Linked DNA regions of Mus musculus: all the other regions are linked to region 1. Evidence: chromatin contacts called from public promoter capture Hi-C data. All regions are on one chromosome and are shown on one strand. Each heading gives the region's core, a stretch centred on a gene start, on an enhancer-like site or on the middle of the called end of the contact. The rest is flanking DNA. Distances are from core to core; before and after follow the strand shown.

Region 1 (2,900 bases), core at 40-2,539:
CCATCAGAAACGACCCCCCCCCCCCCAAAAAAAAAAAACCCAACCTGGCCTGAAGCAAGGACAATGGGTTTTCAGCCCTCACACCCAGGCAATAGTTTCAGAATGTCCTTAAGAGAGAGTAGATAAGGCCACCTACCCCAGGATTCCTCAGGCAAGTTTCTAGCCACCACACCAAGGTTATGCTTCTGGAATGCCCGAGATAAGAGTAAGACAAAGCCCATCTATCCGAGAATTCCCCCAATGTGCAGCGAGCATACTTGGTAATGGGAGACTCCAGCATGCTGGACTTCGACAAAATAAAACACTCTGTGTGTTTACAAACTACTTGAGTCTGGAGTATCATTCTTCAGCGAATCATGGACCCTTACAACGTCCACCTCATCAAAACTGTTTCAAAAATTATGAGCAAATCGCTCAAGTCTGTACAAAATCATCCAAAGTTCTCAAACTGTACACACTTCCCAAACATGTAAGAAACCAAAAAGTTTACGTGTATTGGAGAGATGATTCTACGGGGTCTGCCAACCTTTTTACATTGTCACACAATGTTGTCGTCTCCAAAGTTATTATCAGAGAATCTCACGATCTAGTTTTTTAAAAGGAAGGAAGAAAGAAAGAAAGAGAGAGAGGGAGGGAGGGAGGGAGGGAGGGAGGGAGGAAGGAAGGAAGGAAGGGAAGGAAGGAAGGAAGGAAGGAAGGAAGGAAAGGAAGGAAGGAAGGAAGGAAGGAAGGAAGGAAGGAAGAAGGGAGGAAGAAAGAAAAACATCCCCCCACACGCTCATGTTTATAAAAAGACTACTTTTGTGGGTGGGCAAGGCTGGAATCCTTTGAGGCGGTTCCTGAAGTTCTGGCATCATCTCAGAGAAAAGGAGTTGAGACAGTTTTCATCCCAGAAACCGGGAGAACCAGTAATGCACCCTGCAAGGCAGCGTTTGAGCTACGTGAGAGAGCTCACCTGCACCTTAGAAACCACCTCTGAACACCGCAAGGGGACACCCCACCAGGAAGCAACGGGGCGGGGCACAGAGCGCATGCGTGCGGTCGGGGAGGCGGGGCAGACACCTTCGCCAAGTTCGGGGGGCGAGGAGGGGTGGTGGAACAGAGCGCCTGCGCCAAGAGCAGCCGGCCCAGCGGAGTCTGCGCGTTCCCGGGAATGCCGAAGAAGGCGAATTCCTAGAAAGGGAGGACGCCTGCGCAGTCCGGAAGGCGGGGACGCGGGGGCGGGGCGGGGCGCGGCGGCGGGGGCGGGGCGCCTAGTCGATTGGCGGGGTTACCCGGAATTGGTTGCTAGACTGGGCGCGAAGCGGTCTTCAGGTTTGGTCTCAGTTGCGCGGAAGTGAAACGACGCGGAGATGGAGGTGAGCCAGGCGGCGTCTGGTACCGACGGTGTCCGGGAACGGAGGGGCTCGTTCGAAGCTGGAAGGAGGAACCAAGATGAGGCACCTCAGTCCGGGATGAACGGGCTTCCGAAACACTCCTACTGGCTGGATCTCTGGCTCTTCATCCTTTTCGACCTGGCCTTGTTCGTCTTCGTGTACCTCTTGCCCTGGTGAGTATCCTGAGTTGCAGAGTTGAAGAGCTTAGGAAGCTGGCGGCTGCTTCAGTCTTCTCGGAGAGGGAGGGAGGGACGGCAGCTAGAGATGGCGGAGTTGGAAGAGCGAAAATGGATTTCCTTGACACCCCAGTGGCAAGAGGAGTGTGGAGAAAACTTGACTTCCCATATTTGTCTGTTTCATCACCACAAACGAACTGTTAAGTGTTAGAAACCTATACCCATAATTAGATCTATCGTAAATAATAAAAAATAATTACTAAAAACTAATAAAAATAAAAGTAAATAAATATCGTAAGTAATAAAAAATAGAGCATGACAGGTTAAATGTGATTATATCTAAAGTGATTTGAGTGTTGTGCGCCTGCTTAAAATGCTTAGCCCAAAGCAAGCCTTGTAAACTTAACTTGTCCATAACTTATGCAGATAAACGCGTATTATCTTCCAGAGTATCCCCAGTCCTACATCTGTCAAAGAATGGAGTATCTTGGGTTTCTTTGGCTCTCATTTTTTCGGTTTTGTGGCAAATTAGAAGGCAGAGAATGGGGGGGGGGTTTGAAAAGATAAACAGTTTTTTGATAAAAACTCGTTAAGTCATTTTGGTATAGACATTTCAAGAACAGTGATTTATTATTTAGTTATTTTTAATGATCTCATTTTCACCTCTGGGTAGAAAATTCATGACTTAATAATGTAGGCCTTTAGTTTTCCTTATCAATAGTGTAAATTATGTAGGGATAGGCTAGCAGTATCTATGTTCAGCGTCCCACTAAATGTCAAAATAAGCAGATGAAGGAAACAAGTATTTGGTTTTTACAGACCGGTTTGCTGAGTCAAGAATGGGGCTTCTGGAGTGAATCTTGAAAACGACTATAGACTCTTGAATGAAGAGGACTCCAGCAGCTGACTTCGGCACCTCTATCTAACCTTTTCTTCAGCCCTTGACCTCACTAAAGTACTATCATATGTTTAAAACCTGTTTTTCATGGTTGAAGTAATGATTGTAGCTAAATGATAGATAATATATATTTTTAATAATGTCTGTAACTTAAGTACTTATGGGAAATAAATGTATGTAAAAAAAAAAAGTTATCTTTGTGAAGCTTACTTTCTCAAATATTGTTTTAAAACTATGCTATTATAAAATAATTATCTAGAGTTGAATAGGTAGCACTTACTCAGAAAGGCCACAGTCCCAAAGCAGCTACTAGAAACATTTTGGAAGCTGTTCCTTGTCATCTTAAGACCTGGGTGATTAGAAATTCTTTACTGTTGGTTTTAGTGCTATTCAGTATATGAGAACTGTCTAAAATACTCAGAGGGGGTGTTCTTCTCCCTTATAATTCAC
Region 2 (3,077 bases), core at 559-3,058, 1.0 Mb before region 1:
CACCCCAGAAGAGGGTGTCAGATCTCATTACAGATGGTTGTGAGCCACCATGTGGTTGCTGGGATTTGAACTCAGGACCTCTGGAAGAGCAGTTAGGGCTCTTAACCACTGAGCCATCTCTCTAGACCCTGTTCTTGGTCTTATACTTTCTCAGATAATTACTCACATGGTTTTTCAAGCATCTTTACATTCCATAAGTTCATAGCAACTTCAAGACAATAGTTCATGTCATAAAATGACGAAAAGTTACAGCAGAGATGTTTACATGTCTTTCCATTAAGACTGATATCTGACTGAACATTCATTATCTATCTTCTAGACTCGTGATTTCATTATAAGTTCAAAGCAATAATTTTTATGTCACAAGTCAGCATGATGTTGTCAATAGACAAATCATCTGCCTTGTGTCTCATTAGATTTGAAGCTTTGTATAGATAAACCAGTAAATATTTTATTTTCTGTCCTTTCACCTACAATAAATTGTCCATTCCCAGTTTATGACCTATAGTTACCAGATAATGGTCTCATAGCTAACCTAGAAGGAACGTTTTTCCTGATAGTCAATTGGTTCCAAGCCTGCTTTCTTATCCTAGTGCAAGTAGCCTGGAACACATGAAGATTTACAGAGCCCAATCTGCAGCTTTTAGAGGGCTCGAAATTACTTGTATAAATTTAGGAATTTTATAAAATCATTTTTTAGGAATTATGAAATCATCAATTTGTCTACACAGCATTACTACATGAAAGTACATCTTCGTGTTAATCTGAAGAAAATTTTCCCAATAGGGTGGACTAATCCCCAGAAATCATTAGACTGTGTAATAGTGACAGGAAAAGGCATATCAGCAGCAAGAAGCAATCCTGGGATGAAGTCTCTTGGGACCTTGCCTCAGCGCTCACCCTCTGCAGGCTATGCAAAACACTGGGCCATCTCCAGAAAAGTCACTTGCATGTCTTCAACCTTTCCTTCTGACAACAGCCTTTTACAGGGCTATAGATCTACAGTTGACTAACATAGCCTTTTCAGGATAGTAGATCTACTGTTGACTAAGGCTGTAATTTCATGGGAAAAGCTGATGTGGGGTGGGGGAGCTGGAGTGGACATCCTCTCTTCCTGTTAGAATAGTAAGATCAAGCATTTAGACTTTGAATCAATAAAAATAAAAGCCATAAAAACTATGGTAAGGCTCCGCATTGACCCTAGACCTTTCAAGCCTTCCTTCTGGAAGGTTCTCGTCTCTTTTTGAGTAGAAATATGATGATTTGAGGATGAAGCCCAAGCTGACTGCAATTTTACTGCAATTTCTGACTTTGTTCTTTGTGAATGTGTTTCCGTTTTATATTTTAGGTAAAAGGGTTGGCATCTAAACCAGACAACAGACGTTTGTATTGTACCAACTCTTATTTAAATTCAAGTATCGGCCAGCCTCCTTCAAACCTACAAAACCCCATGTTTCATGAAAACATTGTTCCATGAAGGTCTAATCTCATTTTCTTCATGAGTCTAAGCCCTCTCCCTTTTCTTCATTATCCCCTCCAATAAGGCTCTCCGTCCTTCATCTCTTCACCCCTCTGTAAAGTACTCGGTGGTCCTCTATAAGTATTTGGTGAATTAATTTACTTCTTCAAGAATGAACAAATACTATAATACGTGACTGACCTTAAAACATTACCAGGACAGAGCAGCACCCTAAGGACAGATTGTCAGTGAAACCCTCTAGATTGCACAAGAGAAAATCTAGCCTTGTGCTTACCCTAAACAAGCTCACCAAAGAGTCCAAAGTTCTAATGATCCGGGAGGATCAGGAGGATGTTCGCGCTGTGATCAGGGCTGTGGTGGTATTTGAGTGTGGAGCGCTTGGCTCACCTTTGCCCTAGTCTTCAGGCAGATTTTTTTTCTATTCACATGGTACCTGCAGTCACATGCCTTCACCAGGGTCTGCTTTCTCAGCTTCCGAGCCTTATAAGTCGTATTAGGTTTCAGAGTCTTACAAGATCCCCTCCTCGGCTTAGGTAATGTTTCAATGTGGAGGAAATAGCTACAAGATTTATCCTCCATCACTCATTCAGGTGATGTTTAGTGAGCGTCAACAGTGTGCCAGGCATCTTCCAGGCCCTGGGAAAACAGCACAGAATGAAATAAGCAAAATCCTCCCACTCGTGGACCTAAAATACAGACACAGAACTGCCAAGTAGGGTCAGCCACTGGCAATGATAACAACTTCTTAGTCTCTGAAATGTTGCCGACCTCTCAGAATCAGTAATCCTGGTTCAATCTCTGGCACAGTGCATGGGCATTCACACACACACACACACACACACACACACACACACACACACACACAGATACAGACAGACACACGCATACACAACACACCTCCAGATACACATACACTCACACCGTTACACACACACACAAACACACATGAATACCTTCACACGCATACACATACCACACATTCTCACTCTCAGACACACACACACACACCACACACCACACACACCACACATCACTGCACATGCACGCACACACGCGCGCGCGCGCACCACACACATACGCACAGAATGTGGCAATGATTATGAGCAGGGAAAAAAATGGAGCCAAGAAAATGAAGCCTGCGGGATGGAAACTAAGTAAGGCCTAAGGACCTAAGAAGGAGGTACATTTCAGATCCAAGAACATGGAAGAGAGTGAGAGACCATGAGAAGTGAGAGCTGAGCCTGTGGGTCTAAGAAACGGTGGAAGAGACAGAAGCTAGAGGAGAAAACAAATGAGGTCTCCTCAGGGCAGGCCCTGATCTTTAAGCTTCAGCCACACTTCTTTCACAATGTTACTGTTGCCTCCTGTTCCACCTCTTCCTGTCACAGAGCTTATCTCATATGAGAGGCTGGAGATGGCAGAGGTTTTCCTCAGTACCTGATTCTGAAAGATGAAGTAGTGCCTTATGGGTAGACAGGATGGCTAGGAGGACTATGGACAAGAGTTGCCAAAAGGCTCTCTCTAGATTCTGGAGTGGCATAGACTGCCTGAATAGTGGTCAAGGTAATGGAGAAAGAAATGAGGGCTGGATAGGACA
Region 3 (3,301 bases), core at 267-2,766, 1.7 Mb before region 1:
AAGGAAAATAGAAACAAAGAGAAAAGATCTTTAACCTGATGGAACATGGGCAGTGGGATTCCTGAATATATTGACTTAAGAAACTACTTATAAACGTTAATTTCACCTTAAAACATCCCCATCCTAGATCCATTTTTAATTTTTCAATTATCTGACTATGTAAAGGTTTTACTAAATAAAATTACAGACATGAGTATTAAACACATTAATTCCCACCATCCACACAAACTCTCCCACATTGCCTCCAAACTGGTATCTGAGTTAATTTAAACATCAAAGATTACTTTTTAATATTTTGCAGTTTTACATACACATGTACAGTGGCTCGAAAATGCTTACAAATAAAAACAAAAACACAGGCCAGCAAGTGTCCGTTAAATGAACTTAACTTAAAACCACTTTCACAGAGGCTGCCCTACCATCTTGGAAAGGTGGGAAAATAAGATAGTGGCATTAGAGGCCCCATTTCCTACCAAGGTAAACGAAGGCACTTAGTTTAACCAACTTGCCAGGAGGTTACAGAGGCTGGAAAGAGAAACCAATTCTCCCTCCACTAGACTTAAGCACTCAGGTGGCTAAAAATGGGACCCACTTGAGAGTCGTGGGGGGTAAAAATAGGCTACTTTTTTTAGAAAAGGAGGATGGGGATGCCACTTGATGCTCCCGACCCTGAGCCGGTCTCTCGCAAGAAAGCGTCCCCCGCAGGCCCAGAGGTTGCACCCACCCGCTTTGGGCTCAGACCCCTTGATTGCCTCTAGCCAAGCAGGAAAGCCGGGGGACCGAACCAAGCAGCCTGGGAGAACCGAGTGGACCCCGGGCCAGCGCCGGGGGCCGCGGGCCCGGGACATCATCTGCTCCGAGCTAAGCGGCGCGGGGCCGACAGCAGGAAGGATGCTGCGCCGCCGCACACCTGCGAGAGCCTCCCGCGCGCTCCCACCCGCCTCGGGCGCCCGAGCTCGGCCGCGCTAGGCCGGTGCGACGCGGCGCAGTGCCCGAGGCTGCGCTGGGCGAGGCCGCCCTCCTCCCGGATCCCGTCCAAACGGCGTCACCTGTGCCGGGTCCCGGGACGACTCCCGCGGGCGGCGGCTACGCGGGGCCGGGAGAGCGCAGCGGGGCTCACAGGCGCCTGGTCATCCAGCCTGGCCCGAAGGCTGCGCCGGCCGGAGCCACGCGCGAGATGCTCGCGGAAAGCCGGGGGAGCCCGGAGGAGCTGTCGCCGAGGCTCGCGCCGCCGCTGCCGCCGCGCCCGCCCGGACTGCGGGCTCGGGTTACCGCAGAGCGGCTCCTTAAAGGGGCCGCGGCCGCTCGGACTGGGCTGGCGCTCGCCGCGGCTCCGACCCCAGGCCAGAGTGGGCGGGGCCCGGAGGCCGCGCGTGGGGCCCACCTCCCGGCGCTGGGACTTGGATCGCGGCGGGAGCTCGAAGCCGCGAGCTTAGGCGGTGGGCTGCGAAGGAACCCTGAGAGCTCACACCTCTGCCCGGGTGCAGTGTGCGGTGCGCGGGCTTTCCCAGCAAGTCACAGACCTCACGAGTGGGGAGAAGAAGTATGTGAGTCCGCCCCCGCGTTGGTCAGCGCCCCGGCTCGCCACGTAACCCAAACCCCTTTTCAATGGGGAATTCTGTCTTATATGCCCAAACGCTGTGCAAAAGATCCGCATGGTTTGCTTTGTCGAGGAGATGAAATGGCAACTGATGCTTTTTTTTTTCTTTCTGCCACGTCTGCCACGGCCAAAGTCCAGCCCCGCCCCGTTCTGGTTTGAGGCTGCAGGTGCGTGCCAAGCCGGCTAGGAGGCACGTGTGTAGAAGAGGCGTCATGTCCCAGAGCAGCCTCTTCCCAAACCCCCGGAGAACACCCTTGAAGGACCGCAAGCTATCCAAGTATAGCTCCTGCCTAGCATGTCCAAGGCCCTGGATTCGATTTCCACGTAACAAAAACGGGTACATTAGCAATCCATCTATATCCGGGACCCCTCTGCGGTCAGGATGTTTAAATGGGACTGGACTGTTTTTTTTTTGTTTGTTTGTTTGTTTTTGTTTTGTTTTAGGACTGGCTGAGTATCCCAAACTGCCAAGTCTATAAACTCTGCTTTCCGACCTGCTGTATCAACCAGATCCAATTAACTGGAATAAAACTAAATAATGCAGAGGTACACACAAGCTGTATGATTTGCCAAAAAAAAAAAAGCAGTCACAAGTCCTATTTTTGGAACTAGATGAATTCTACATAAATCGAATAACCTGGAAATTTCAACATTAATGACATAGGGCAGTTGTTTGTGAGAAATACCTACCAAATAAAGCTTACATATTTGACCTAATAATATGCATACACACAGGGAAGCATCTGCTGCCAATTTAGGCCAGAAAATGTACACATAATCTCACACCACATCTGTATTTAAATTCATCTTGGAAAGCAATAGAACCGAAATCCTATTTATTAGAACCTGGAGTCCATTTTTTAGCCGAGCTGTCTCCAGCTGACTGAGCTAACTAAGCTCAATGAAGCTCACGTCTTCATCTATAGAAATGGAACAATTCAATTATTTCTGAAAGCTCCCCGGTCTAGGCGGAACCACAGAGAAAACCTCTATGAGCTACACGGTCAGAAAACCAGCCAGGAAGACCATGCAGATCGTTCCCTGTGTTCTACCCAAGCGTCTCGGCATTCCAGGGCCACAGCGCTGTGGCCACACCTGTTTCATCACAGATATTTCCCAACCTGCATAGCCCCTGACTGTTTTTGCTTTGCCCCATAGCTGCTTCATGTACTCATGTGCTCCTCTCATAACTGTGTGGGCATGTGATGGTTATAGGCAGATATCTATAGGGTCAGTTCAGCTAAGACGAATTTCACAGTGCTATCTCAGGACTGTCATCTGCAGGCACTTATCCTAGCTCCTCATTGTTGGTCAGTTGCTCTGTTCTCTCCTGATAATGCACCACCATTACCCTTAACATCTATAATTCTCTAACTCCAACAGTAATTAACCTAACAAGCCAAGTCAACCTATGGAAATACACTATGGAAATGTGACTGTCCCGGGATTCCTTCATGAGCCTCTATCAATGCATTACCAAACTGCAAGAGTGTATTGAGATTACATAGTGATTATATCAAGGACAAACATTGAGATCTGAAAATACTAGTTGAATTTCAAAACTTACTTTCCCTCCACCACCCCCATTTTGAAACAGTCTCAGCTAGCCCAGGCTGACATCTAACTCATGTAAGATGCACCATAATACATGCCCACATTGAATGTTAAATTTTAGTCTAACAAAAAAAAAGTGATTTTAGC

What was found. Promoter capture Hi-C pulls out the DNA fragments that hold promoters and counts their contacts.
Region 2: a contact with region 1 is called in a promoter capture Hi-C map of liver, with 2.3 times the contacts expected there. The contact joins the enhancer-like site here to the promoter of 1810037I17Rik in region 1. A contact is called at or near these places in 4 of 39 promoter capture datasets (the C10 cell line, hippocampal neurons, liver and 1 more) and 1 of 9 other capture datasets (embryonic stem cells).
Region 3: a promoter capture Hi-C map of liver shows a contact between it and region 1, with 2.4 times the contacts expected there. The contact joins the promoter of Tlcd4 here to the promoter of 1810037I17Rik in region 1. A contact is called at or near these places in 1 of 39 promoter capture datasets (liver) and 1 of 9 other capture datasets (adipose tissue).

What each region holds. Positions count from the first base shown.
Region 1 is chr3:122,923,108-122,926,007 of GRCm38.p6, forward strand. 1810037I17Rik (RIKEN cDNA 1810037I17 gene) reads left to right here and starts at 1,290. Exons shown (of 2, transcript NM_024461.2): 1 at 1,290-1,549; 2 at 2,372-2,900. The coding sequence starts at 1,353. The coding sequence ends at 2,372. 4933405D12Rik (RIKEN cDNA 4933405D12 gene) reads right to left here and starts at 1,009. Exons shown (of 6, transcript NR_046036.1): 1 at 956-1,009.
Region 2 is chr3:121,878,738-121,881,814 of GRCm38.p6, forward strand. No RefSeq gene overlaps it. Among named protein-coding and RNA genes, the nearest start is that of Gm34050, 23 kb to the right of the region's middle. Within about 2 kb of position 1,809, at least 8 of the 459 cell types and tissues checked have an H3K27ac peak or open chromatin away from gene starts, as enhancers often do. A contact at or near this core is called in liver, where this site is marked.
Region 3 is chr3:121,261,651-121,264,951 of GRCm38.p6, forward strand. Tlcd4 (TLC domain containing 4) reads right to left here and starts at 1,517. Exons shown (of 8, transcript NM_001355678.2): 1 at 1,050-1,517.